Regions from separate parts of the Mus musculus genome. Here all the other regions are linked to region 3. The links are chromatin contacts, called in public HiChIP or PLAC-seq maps. All regions are on one chromosome and are shown on one strand. Each heading gives the region's core, a stretch centred on a gene start, on an enhancer-like site or on the middle of the called end of the contact. The rest is flanking DNA. Distances are from core to core; before and after follow the strand shown. Region 1 has its middle 21 kb from the start of Gm34177. Region 2 has its middle 48 kb from the start of Gm39724. Region 3 overlaps Gm39725 (a long non-coding RNA gene).

Evidence for each region. HiChIP or PLAC-seq counts read pairs in DNA pulled down with a chosen protein or histone mark.
Region 1: a contact with region 3 is called in an HNF4G HiChIP or PLAC-seq map of pancreatic cancer cells. The contact joins two enhancer-like sites. A contact is called at or near these places in 3 of 39 promoter capture datasets (3T3-L1-derived adipocytes, the HPC-7 cell line and hippocampal neurons) and 2 of 115 datasets of contacts at active chromatin or transcription factors (embryonic stem cells and pancreatic cancer cells).
Region 2: an HNF4G HiChIP or PLAC-seq map of pancreatic cancer cells shows a contact between it and region 3. The contact joins two enhancer-like sites. A contact is called at or near these places in 13 of 39 promoter capture datasets (the 3T3-L1 cell line, 3T3-L1-derived adipocytes, the HPC-7 cell line and 10 more), 1 of 484 Hi-C or Micro-C datasets (the AML12 cell line) and 4 of 115 datasets of contacts at active chromatin or transcription factors (the NIH/3T3 cell line, SST interneurons, T-cell acute lymphoblastic leukemia and 1 more).

The regions. Positions count from the first base shown.
Region 1 is chr1:184,348,632-184,352,762 of GRCm38.p6, reverse strand. No RefSeq gene overlaps it. Among named protein-coding and RNA genes, the nearest start is that of Gm34177, 21 kb to the right of the region's middle. Within about 2 kb of position 1,317, at least 9 of the 459 cell types and tissues checked have an H3K27ac peak or open chromatin away from gene starts, as enhancers often do. A contact at or near this core is called in pancreatic cancer cells, where this site is marked.
Region 2 is chr1:183,677,130-183,681,584 of GRCm38.p6, reverse strand. No RefSeq gene overlaps it. Among named protein-coding and RNA genes, the nearest start is that of Gm39724, 48 kb to the right of the region's middle. Within about 2 kb of position 1,469, at least 51 of the 459 cell types and tissues checked have an H3K27ac peak or open chromatin away from gene starts, as enhancers often do. A contact at or near this core is called in pancreatic cancer cells, where this site is marked.
Region 3 is chr1:184,014,174-184,018,534 of GRCm38.p6, reverse strand. All of the region lies in intron 2 of Gm39725 (a long non-coding RNA gene), which reads right to left. Among named protein-coding and RNA genes, the nearest start is that of Gm39725, 3.0 kb to the right of the region's middle. Within about 2 kb of position 1,939, at least 52 of the 459 cell types and tissues checked have an H3K27ac peak or open chromatin away from gene starts, as enhancers often do. A contact at or near this core is called in pancreatic cancer cells, where this site is marked.

The DNA of each region.
Region 1 (4,131 bases), core at 68-2,567, 330 kb before region 3:
TCTTCTTCAGTTTTCCTGAGCAAAAGCTCAGAGATCTGAGAGAGCTGTGCACCTCCACTGCTGAGGTAGAGTTGGCCAGTTCTATTTTATAAGGAGCAGAACTCACATACAATCTTTACCCCAGGAGCTCTGCACCATCTATTAGAAATGACCCCTGTTGGCCCTGGAATCAGCTATTATAGGTGGATTCTGAGAACCTCTGCTGTGTGGAGCTTTCTCCTTTGCCTTGACGCATGCAGTCAGGAGCAAACGACAGCCTGTCATCCTGAGTCCGAAAGCAGACAAACGCATCAGTTTGAATTGGACCACAGTGCTAAGGATTTCTAAATTAATCAGCTTCTAGGAAGACACCCCAGCCCAGAGGTGAATAGATGAAGGGTGTGACTAGAAAGGACACGTGGACAGAGACCTATTTACCACAGCACCTTAAGTGCTTCCCGTACCTATAAAATGGGGCACTGTGCAAGCGAGCAACATGTGAGAAAGGGCAGCGGAGGCTTGATACTTTGCTACTGTCCATAAAACCCCACTCCCAGGAGAGTGTATTTGGCAATCTTTTTGACTGTCCTCCCCACATGCAACAGCATTTGTTAGATGAGCTCATTTACAAGGAGAAATGAAACCCTGTTTGGATTGGAAAAAAGAACCCAATCTTCCCCATGGGCTCAGGTGTATTTGAGGATATGCTGGGCGTAGCCTGAATAGTTTTGTTAGACCCACAATGTACTCTCCACATGGAGGTGAAGTCAAGGGTGCTGCAGCCAAGCCTGGTCACAGTAGTGAGGTTTACTGTGCTGTGGAGCCTGACAATCTGCCGACGCCCTGGGCACACATTTCCTCCAGCAGATATGCCTGGGACAATATGACTGCTGCCTTTTGATAAGCCAGCCCTTTGCTGGGCTACAAGAGAAGAAGACAAGAGCCAGAACTCCTTTTCTTTCTCCGTCTGTCGATGTTAGAGGCTGCCCTGTTCTGGATGGCATGAAATCCTTTAGTGATCCCTGCATTTTCAGGAAATTGTTTTTTTTTTGTTTTGTTTTTTGGGGTTTTTTTTGTTTTGTTTTTGTTTTTGTTTTTTTCTGGCTACAGAATTGCCTGTATCCCTGAGTTACCCAGGGATACAGACAGAGTTTTCTTTTGAACTCTGTAATATAATTTGACTCTTTAGTGTTTGTAAATATATTGCATTGCTTAAAAGAAGTTAGTTTGGAAATTGTAGTATCAAGTACCTTCCTGTTAGGATTCTAAATGCTACTCATCCATTAGTTTAAAGCAAGCTGTCATGTGATTAAAAAAAAATACTAGTGATTACTCCCTGTGGGTGAGAGATTGACCCAGCCACATGCCTCTGATGGGTCACTACTAAGACTCCTGCCTCCCAATGGTTAGGCCTTGTTAATGTCCAATTTCTGTGAAATGTACTAGAATCTATATCCATTACTCCTACTGGAAGCAGAGCTAGAGACCACCCAAAGGCCAGGACGGGCACTGGTACTTTCCATGTTCCCTGGAATATTGCTTTACAATAGTGGGTCCCTAAGGAATCTCTCAACAACTTGGATGGTATACATAATCTATAGCAAAACATACCCGGGGGAGCCATGTTGCCCTGGGAAGACAAATAAAGGGAAAACTATTTGATGGATGATTTCTTGCAGCACAACCCTGTGATTCCCCATGTGTGTATATTTCCTTTGAAATAATAATAATAATGATAATAATAATAATATAACCAAAAGGGGGAAATGCAATAAAACTCATGACATCCTCCACAAACACTTGTAAGCTTTCTCCTTTGAATTGCCCTCAGAGACCCATTGCTCTTCCCTGCTCATCTTTGAAGGATGAGAAAGCTAGTGTCCATGTCTCTTCCCATGCTATCCAATTTCTAAAGAACCAATTAAGGACCTAGCAAGGTCTAGAGGGGACCTCATGATGGAGACCATCAAGGACACCTGGAGAGGATCGACTTCTATGAGTTGTTTGTTCCAAGTCACCTATGAGAGGTGGCAGATTCCCAGGGGAAGCCTCAGAGGAAGCTGTTAACTAGTGGACTGCAGGAAGGAGGTCGGGGTGGAGGTAGCTGTCAGAGCAAGCTTTAAGGGAGGCTCTTTTTTCTTGATCACACAGTGAGTGTTGCTGAAGGTCACCTCAGGTGCGAGCACTGCCAATCCAAAGCTTCAGGTTCCTTGTGGAAATCTTGGAGAAACTCAGGTCTTCAGAGCTTCGCATTCTGAAGGAAGGGGAGTCTGTTTCCATTTCTTAGTGTTGTTTTGTTTTTAGTATCACAGTGATATGATTACCTATTCTGTAGAGTTGTCTAAATATCCCACATCGAGCCATAAGTCAACTAGGGAAAGAAATATTCGAAATAGTCTTAGAACTTCATTTGTTGAAAGTTTTTACTTCATGAGAATTATTAAGTCCATGCAAACAAATTTAAAGTAACCTGGGCTCTCCAGTGCATGGAATTCCTGTTGCTCGGGAGGCTGAGGCACACGGGTATAAGAAAGAGGTCACCTGGAACAACGTAATGAAACTGGATCTCAGTGTTAATTAATTAATTAATTAGTTAATCAATTACGATGATAACAACAACAATACTAAAAAGTACTGGGGAAACTGGGTCTAGTGGTGTCTGCCTATAATTCTTGCACTCTAGAAGTGAGGGCAGGAGGGTGAGAGGTTCAAAGCTAGCCTGAGCTACATGAGTTTCTGTCACACAAAGATAAACAAACTTCACGGGCTGTACCTTAGTGGTGGGGCGCTTGCTTAGTGTTCCTGAAGAAAGAGGTAAAGGGTTAGCTGTTTCTGAAGTGTCACTCTGGAAGTCCCCGAGATGCTTTTCAGAGTGTCATTAAGGTCAAGTGGTTTTATAATTAACAATTGCCCTGCTCCATTTTCCGTGCTATTGTAAACTACAAAATAATTTTACCCTCTCATTTTTTCCCCAAGGCTACAGGAAATATAGCATTGTAATGTGAATTGAGAAGCAAATTTGAAAATCCAAATGTCTTTTTACTAAGCCAACCATTGAGGACATCCTTTCCCCAAAGTATGACTTTGTGTGTGTACATACACATGTATGCATGTATATAGTTTGTGTGTGTGGTTGTGTGTGTATATGTATGTATGTATACATTTTTGTGTGTGGTTGTGTATGCATATGTATGTATGTTTATATAAATTTTCTGTGTGTTTGTGTGTGCATATATGTATATATGTATATATATATATATATGTGCCTGCATATGTGTGTGTGTGTTTGTGTGTATGTATGTACGTATGTATGTATTTTGTGTGTATGGTTGTGCATATATATGTATGTATGTATGTATGTATGTATGTATGCATTGTGTGTGTGTGTGTGTGTGTGTGTGTGTGTACTTGCCTGAGGGCTGATGACTGCAGCAAGGGTCTGTGAAAATGCAGGCAAGCCCTCTATTACTATGTTCCACCCAAGCCCACAGTATCATTTTCATCACTAAATGTATTTGTTTTGACAAGCTTGATTATTTTCATTAAAACCGTTTACTCACTTTCACTTAACATGCAGCAACATTATTGGTGTTTTGCTTTCTGACTTGTCAACATTGATAGTTTTGGATTATATAATAAAGCCTCTTCGTGACCCTCAGCAGGGAAGGTGGTCCTGAGATCAAAGCATCAATCCGGCAGCCATTTATTCTTTATTGTCATGGAGTAGCTTTTTGCTTTCTATGTCACAATTTATTGATGCATTGTCTTGTTAGATCACTTCCTACTTCTGTCAGTTATAAAGCTGCCATGAACATCTCAGAGTATATCTCTCTATGAACATGTATTTCCTCTAGTGTTGGAGATTATGGCACCCCAGGGTGTTTTTAACTCTCTACCATGAGGTTGCTCAGCCTTTCCCCAAATGCTTGACTCTGTTACAATTCCCTGACACCCTTCCTTATTTTTGATGTAATCGGTCTTTGATTTTACCTATGAGGATAGCTATGCTGTAAGTAATTTTCATTTCCCCACTAACTAAAAGCTAGCAGCTACTGAACCCTCAAGCACCAACTACCCACTCTGTCTCTTCCATGAGATTTCACTATAAGACTCTTTTCTATGTTTGCCATTGTTTATGTTTTTAAAAACCAA
Region 2 (4,455 bases), core at 220-2,719, 340 kb after region 3:
GAATATACACAGAAGCAAAAAAATTAAAATTAAAATTTTAAAAAAATTTTTTAAAAAGGACACTTAATACATTCTCCAGAAGTGGACAATAGACACCAGCAGGAAGACAGCTTTTTCTCTATAGCCAATGACTGACAGCATTTCAGTGCTAAAGATTATCCATCATTATCAAAGCTGCTGTGACAGAGCGGACCTTCGCCTGGGAGTCCAAAATGGAGTCCCTATTACTCTGTGATGAGCCTTGATTTTCATTTTATCTTTCTATTATACATCTATCCTCTTTCACTTAGAACAAAGAGATCTTCCACCTTCCATTTGCCTCACTAGCACCTAGGCCTGGCTTTGCATGTGTCTACTACAGCTGGGAGAAAGTGGTTTTCAAACCAGGACCGATGGCATTGTGTCCGGAGTCCACGGGAAACCCAGACAAGTCCAAGAATTGCAAAGTCCACTGCAACTCCCAAAAGAGTCTTTTATTGTTCCACATTGGAACTCGGATTGCCTGCCTCGAACTCACTGAGTGAATGCTGGCAAGCAACCCTGAGTTCAGAAAACACTGGGTTTATATACGGTATAGTTATGAATGTTCACAGAAAAGGGGAGTAAAGGGCTGTAATCATTTGGTGGAAAGGTACAGAAGTGGGAGGGGGTTAATGGGTGTCTGTTCAGGGACTAACTTCATAGCCAGTCATAACTGTCTCTGACCTGACCTCTGATTTCCCTTGAGCTTGTGATTTTTCTAAGGTCTCAAGGACAAGCACCCTGAAGAGTTCGGCTGTTTATCAAGAGTGTTGGAGACAAAAAGGCGGGGAGGATGTCTCAAGCTGTCCCCTCAAAATGTCTTCATTTAGGGGGAGTTTGATGGGTAGTGCCATTCTAACAATAGGGGAGGGGCCAAGGAGGAGTAGGCTTGCTGCAGGGGTGGGATGGTGGTGGTGGTGGCAGGGAACACAGAGGCAAACTGTACACACACTCAAGTCTCTCTAGTATCATTAATTTGGGGGTTACAACAATGGCAAGTTGGTGGCATGAAGGGAATCTGCACTTTGGGATGGGACCACTTTTTGTGCAGATGTTTCTATAACCCCAGACTCTCTACAGGACACTGCATGAGGGTAAGGTGGGAAAGCAGATCTCTTCTAAAGGAAACAGTTTTGTCTGTCAATCCCAGTTAAGATCGTTTCTGAGGCCTGCACTGCAGTTCTGTTTACTCTTCCCATGTATAAAATAGCTTTAATTTGAAATTACAAGTAAGAACACAAACCACAGGAATGTAGCACAGGCATTGTCACGCTTAGGAGGTAAGTAGAAAGACAGCCAGGAAGAATCCCGAGTCACCAAGCTCCAGTGAAATCAAAACGAAGTTGGGTGCGAGAGAGCGCTAGAAAAAACGTTAAGATTTCCTGCAAGTGGCTCCTCCTCACACCACACCACCAAATACTTAAGCTGTGATGCAAGCTGATAACATTTGGCACTCGCAGGGGTTTCTCAGTTTTGCAGTTTCCATGCAAACTCTGATTAATCCTGACAGTGCTCCTCAGAGAGCTGCTGGCCTGGAGCCAGACGAAGTGTGCGCGCCCTCACGTTGATTGCATAAGTTCACACAACAACCAATCCTTCTCTCCACAATTTCCCATCATCCATGGCTTAAATTCTCATGACAGATTTTAGGCAAACTCGCCTCTTCAAACTGTCCCTCTGTTCAAACTGTCTCCAGCCCCAACCCCAGGATCATGTCTCCCCTCGGAGTTCACTGGCTTCGGTTTTATATTCAAACATATTCCAGGATTCCCATCTGAGCCCGAAGAAAGTTTAATGGTCCCTGACTCCAACATTCTCCTGTGTGGGCATAAACCTCCATTTGTGTTCATAGAGTGATAGTACAACTACCCATCCTTCATCGCCTTTCCCTCCCTCAAAATAAGAAAATTGAGGCAAAACCAAACACTCAAAAAAAAAAAAAAAAAAAACTATTTGTTCACTAAAAGAAAAAATAGGAAACTCAGGAGACCTAAAACACAGCTCTGTCTCACTGTCACTGTGACTGGGATGAAGCACCCTGACAAATAGGGAAGATTTGTGTCTTACAACTTCAGGTTACTGTTTATCATTGAAGTTAGGGAGGCAGGAGCTTGAGATAGCCAGTCATGTCATATATACGGCAAAGACCAGGGAAAACTAGACACAGTCACACTGCCAGCTTGCTCTATTCAGCTAGCTTTCTTTACTTGTACAGTCCAGCCTATAAATGATGCCACCTCCACTTAGGGTGTTCCTTCCCAAACTTTGCTAACCAAAGCAATCAAGATAACCCCCCAGAGACATGCCCACGGGCCAATCTGATCAAGGCAATTTCTCCTTCAGGCTCCCTTCCCACGTGCTTCTAGGTTGTGACATGTTGATGTTTTTTTTGGTTTTTTTTTTTTTTTTTGGTTTTTTTTTTTATTACGTATTTTCCTCAATTACATTTCCAATGCTATCCCAAAAGTCCCCCATACCCTCCCCCCCCCCCACTTCCCTACCCACTCATTCCCATATTTTGGCCCTGGCATTCCCCTGTACTGGGGCATATAAAGTTTGTGTGTCCAATGGGCCTCTCTTTCCAGTGATGGCCGACTAGGCCATCTTTTGATACATATGCAGCTAGAGTCAAGAGCTCTGGGGTACTGGTTAGTTCATAATGTTGTTGCACCTACAGGGTTGCAGATCTCTTTAGCTCCTTAGATACTTTCTCTAGCTCCTCCATTGGGGGCCCTGTGATCCATCCAATAGCTGACTGTGAGCATCCACTTGTCCCACCATTCCTCAAGGAAAGTTTAAAACTCAAGTGAGGTGTCCTTATTTGTAAAACACTAGACCATCTATGTTTAAATATATAAGTCAGATCTTCTATCACCACTTACTAACAAAGAGAAAGATAAATGCGTAGTTGTATTAAATCACTGGTGAGGGAGGGAAGGTGCCTAGTGAGTAAGAGCTATCGGTGTACAAGCATGAGAACATGAGTTCAAATCCCCAGCACTCAGGTAAAGAGTTGGTCACAGCCATACATACCTACAACCCCAGCAGTATCAGGGGCAGAAATAAGAAAATCAGTGAATCTCGCAGACTCCCAGCCAAGTTAAGTGGAAGAGCCTGTCTCAAAAGGAATAGAGTGAGAGGTATCAGAAGAAGACACCTGACACACTGTCCTCTAGCCTCTACAAGGAGGCCATGTAAGTATTCCCACACACATATAACACACACACACAAACAAACACACACACACGTACATATAACATACATACACACACAGGTACATATAACACACATACACACACACACATGTACATATAACACACACAAACACATACATGTACATATAACACACATACACACACATGTACATATAACACACATACACACACGTACATATAACACACATACACACACACGTACATATAACACACATACACACACATGTACATATAACACACACAAACACACACATGTACATATAACACACATACACACACACGTACATATAACACACATACACACACACATGTACATATAACACACAAACACACACATGTACATATAACACACACACACACACACACACACAAAAGCTTCTGTTCCCCTAACCCGAGTGTGTTCTGGCTCTGCTAGGAATTAACCTAATCTGTTTCTCAGTGCGCCTGGGTCTATGGGGCCTCCCTCTCATTCGGCCTCATTTCTGATGAATTAATTAGATAGCTGAAATCAGCTAAATGAAATGCCCTCCCCCACAAACCTATCTTAAAATACCTATGAAACATCTAAGGTAGTATTTTCATATGCCCAACGATGTGGAGGGGAAACCCCCAGAAGAAAGATGAAAGCCCCAGTAGAATTATGGCAAAGCCAATCAAATGGAGACAATTACCTCCCCAAACCACATGGGTGACTTAAAGTCAAATGAATGTGAATCTAATAAAACAAAAATCACAGAGCCAATATTTTTAAAATTTAAGATGATAATATAAGGAATAGAGCAAGAAAGAAAAAATAATTAAATAGGCCATTTTAATTAAACACTCCAGAAACCCTGATTTTACAACCTCATCCCTCTATAAATATGGCTTCTCATTAATAATTTAACCTGAACAGTTCAAACTACCAGCTTTAGGGAGCACAACCTAACAGTCCACTTATAATGGCTATAAATTCCTCAGGTTAGACAAAATTAAATGATCACCAACCACTCAATATGGAAGTTAATGACTCTCTCAAGTCCCATCACATCTTTAAAACATTACTGTCTTGACGTTATCTCATTTTACTGTGTCTTTGGAATCTCTGAAAGCCTCACGGGGCTCTGTGGGGACAGGGCTCACCAAAGGTACCATGTGTTGAGAAGTCTGTGTTCATTCGCCATGATTCTTGGCTTGGATGATTCACCACCAGTCACATCTTCTCAGGCTCTCAGTTACC
Region 3 (4,361 bases), core at 690-3,189:
ACCATGACCAAGGCAACTCTTATAAAGGGAAACATTTAACTGGGGCTGGCTTACAGGTTAAGAGGTTTAGTCCATTATCATCAATGTGGGAGTATGGTAGCATCTAAGCAGGTGTGGCTCAGGAGGAGTTGAGAGTTCGGTTTTCTTCTGAAAGCAGACAGAAGACTGGCTCCCATGTGGCTATGAGGAAGGCCTCCAAGCCCACCTCCAGAGTGACACACTTCCTCCAACAAGGCCACCCCCCCGCCCCCAAGAGTGCCACCCTAGGCCAAACATATTCAAACCACCAGGGTGGTCTTACATCCTAAGTTCTGTGCTGTAATGTATAGACAGAGGTATACTTCAGGAATATAGGGGGAGATTGTGGAGCCAGGAAGATGATAGACAGGCCATACTGTCAAGGACTCACCTTTCTTTAACCAGATTTTGTGTGTTCTCCAATCCTCTCCTAGAGTACATTGAAAACAATAGTGGCTGAGAACATCTTTCAAAATAAGAGTCCTACCCATTCTCCATAGACTCTTGTCAGCTCCTTGTAAAGTTTCCCTGGTTTCTCTCTCTTCCAGCTTTACCATTAGCACCCCTCATGCCTGCCAAACCATTGCCATTTTGATGTCTGCCCTTGACTTAGACCTGATTTATTTACTATCTCATTGTTGTCTCTGAGTTCACTAAGATATAATTTACAGAGTCTAGCCACAGCAGATGAGTTGGCCCATCTAATACTTCACCTGCTGCGGGACAGAGAGAAGGGAGCAGGTGGGCAAAGTGGCACAACCATTATGAGCCAAAAAATAGATTATGGCTGGAAACTCCCATCTTGATTTGGCCCAGGGGCCACGGGTATATTTGGCTGGCCCCTGACTGACATAATTATTATTGCCAGAAATTAATTTTAGCAAGAACTTGAAAGGAGGACATGGGTGATTAAAGTTCTAATAATAACATTTTTTAAAAAGTCTGGGTTAATGAATCTGTAACTCAGGCAAAAAAAATAAATAAATAAAATAAAAGAGGCTGTGAGTGTTCTGGGACCAGCACGTGGGACTGAGCTCTGAAAAATAAAAGGTATTTGGCTATGGAGTCAAGTAGGGCAAGGTTGGATCACATGGCCCCAAGAAAACTTAGGGAAAGGAGATAACACTTACTCTACAGTGGGACTGCTTCTGTAATTGAAAATGTGGATGAAGTAAAACTTTACAAAGCAGATATATGAGTGAGAGAGAGAGTGTGTGTGTGTGTGTGTGTGTGTGTGTGTGTGTGTGTAATCAGAAAACAAAAAACAAAACAAAGCCGGGCGTGGTGGCACACGCCTTTAATCCCAGCACTCTGGAGGCAGAGGCAGGCGGATTTCTGAGTTCGAGGCCAGCCTGGTCTACAGAGTGAGTTCCAGGACAGCCAGAGCTACACAGAGAAACCCCCTGTCTTGAAAAACCAAAAAACAAAAACAAAAACAAAAAAAAAACCAAAAAAACCCCCAAGTGTCAGTCTTTGGGGTCCACCTTAACACAGAGTCTCTTTGTTGTGTACCATTGATCAGCACATGCCAAGCTAATTTGCCAAGGAACTTCCAGAGGTTCTCCTGTCTCCATCTTCCACCTCTCTGTGGGAAAGTCTAGACTACAGATGCTTTGTCCAGCCTTAGACAGGTTCTTAGGTCCTCCCGTTTGTACTTTTCCCAGTGAGGCATCTCCCTGGTTCATCAAACAGTGTTTTAAATTCACTGTAGGTATCTGTGCGTGCGAGAGAAGGCCCACTGGTTCCTTTGGAAGAGGCCTGTGGGCATGAATAGTCTGCTGGGACCACTTTGGCTCTTCAGAGTGTTTACTTTGATTAGGCCAAGGTGCAGTCTGATTGGTGGATGTCTTGCTAGTTGTATAATATGGTATCATCCGAGGGTATAGAATTTCCTGCCTTTAGCTGGCTTAGGGTTTAGCAGATGAGAGACTCACAGATGACTCTGACTAAAGCCCTTTAGATCTTCACAACAATGCCTGGGTGTATTCTCCCAGCTGCATTCTGCAGATAAGAAAGCAGGAAGTTCAAGGGAAAAGGTGATCTTTCACATTCCACAGAACAAGAACCTCTCCTAGTTTGTCAACATCTGAGTTCAACCTCAGAGCTAGCCCTCATTATCCACGGCCTCCCTTTTGGAAATGGAGGGTTAACTGCAGCTGCCCACGCCTCAGTTTAGAAGTTTTTGATATTCTAAACTCAGGTTTTCAAATCTGATAGCTACATGAAGCTCACCCTTCCAGTCCTACCACTTCAATTTAAAAAAAAAAAAAAAAAAAACGAAACAAACTCCCCCAAAGCTTAGGTGATATAAGCCAAAGTCATAGAGTTGTCTTCAAGACTTTTATTAGGAATTGATGTGTAAGATTACACAGAGTAAAAAAAAAAAAAAAAAAAAAAAAAAAAAAAAAAGCATTACTGAACGAGAGAGCGGGTCACAGAGCAAAGAATATACAGGGGAGCGAGCATAGGGTCCCGTAGATCAGCATAAAAGGAACAGGAACGGGAAGAGGTATCCCGTCTGTTGACACTGGTGAAATACAGGTTAAAAACTGAAACGCTGATATTCACAGATGTAAACCTGAGGCTTCGGGAAAATCCCATTGTGAAGAGCACCATAATTTCCAGAGGCCGCGCGCGCGTGTGTGTGTGTGTGTGTGTGTGTGTGTGTGTGTGTATGTGTGGTTTCTCCTCATTCACAGCTTGTTGAGAGGCCACTAATGTCACTAGATCACGGCAACTGGACAAATGAGCTCTCCAGGAAATAAATGATGCCGGAGTCTGGACTCCCTGAGAGAGATGTGTAACTACAGGTTTTTCCTCCCGTGACCCAGTTCCCCAATAACTACTCGGAGGCTATATTGTTTATTAAATTCCTAGGCATAAGCTAGGCTGTCTCCCCAACTAGCTCCTAACTTCGACTAACCTGTTTGTACTATTCTTTGCCTGCCGCATGGCTAGCTACCTCTCCTGAGTTTCGTACATCCAACTTCCTCTGGGTGGGGAATCGCCTATGCTAGACTCTTTCCCACAGTTCTTTGCTCCTTGCTGGATGTCCTGCTTTCTAGTCTCCTCTCTCCTATAGGCCATAGGCATGTTATTGACAGGTTATACTTCCACACAGTATATAGAGATTATCCCTGCAGAGCCAAGAAGCCTGAATGATTTAACAGCTTTGTCCCTGCAACTGTCATGCACTTAACCCCCTTCCAATCTCTAACCCAACCTCTCCTAGTAGTTTCTCCCTGAGACCCAACAGAATGACTATGTCAAGAGAAAGAGAACTTGGAAATTGCCTACAGTGATGGCCTGCTCTTTTTCCAAGAAAGGCAAAGGAAACTTAAGGAAGTAAGATACCTTGCAAGGGCACGAGAAAGGCTATTTACACATTAATGCCAGAGATGCCAATTTCTGGCTTTTGTTTCTTGCTGTGTGATTTCTATTTGAAATAACCTCACTATCAAAATGCCTGTGGAAGTTGTCAGTCACAGAACGAGGCCAGTAGAACACCTTGCTCTCTACCAGACACTTGATTATTGAGGTCCCAAGCTGCATGCACTCAAGGATCCATGGTGTGTATTTTAAAGGACCCCAGAATGAATATCTCATACTGTGAGGCAAGGAGGCATATTCCAGTCGACCTCATGAGTAATTCTTAAGGGAACTCTGCCTGGGCTTACCCTCTGAGTGGCACCATCTGGCTTGTTTTTGCTTGCTCAGTGATTCACTTTGCACACCTTAAACTTCCACAAGGGCAAGGCTGTTTGTCTATTGTCTTCAACCCCAAAGGCCTGATACAACACTTACGGGAGAGTCTGGGACCAAAGGGGTGCACTATAAGTATCTGATGGCTATAAAACTGGATTTTTGCTAGGCATGATTGTCTACTGTTAACCCCAGCACTCAGGAGGAAGAGGCAGCAGCTCTCTATGAGTTTCAGGCCAGCCTGATCCACGTTGAAAGTTCTAAGCTTGCCAGGGCTTCATAGTGAGACCCATCTCAAAAACAAAACAAAACAAAACAAAACAAAACACAACAAAACAAAACAAAACAAAACAAAATCAAAACAAAACAAAGCAAAAGTTCTTAATTGTTATTTCAGGAAGGGAATTCCTGGCCGTGGCTCATCTTTGCCACACTTGGTGGCTACAGAGATGCTTCTCTTGCCTAAGAGAACACAGCTGCATAGCTGCAAACCACCTCTTCCTGATTTGACTGGCAAAGGCAGTCGGTCAAGGCAGCTGGGGTTTGCCCACCTCCTTCTGATGAACTCCAAACACTCAGCCCACAATGAGAAAGTTCCTTCCTCCCATGGCTGTTTGTCTTTTACACACCATGCAAGATTA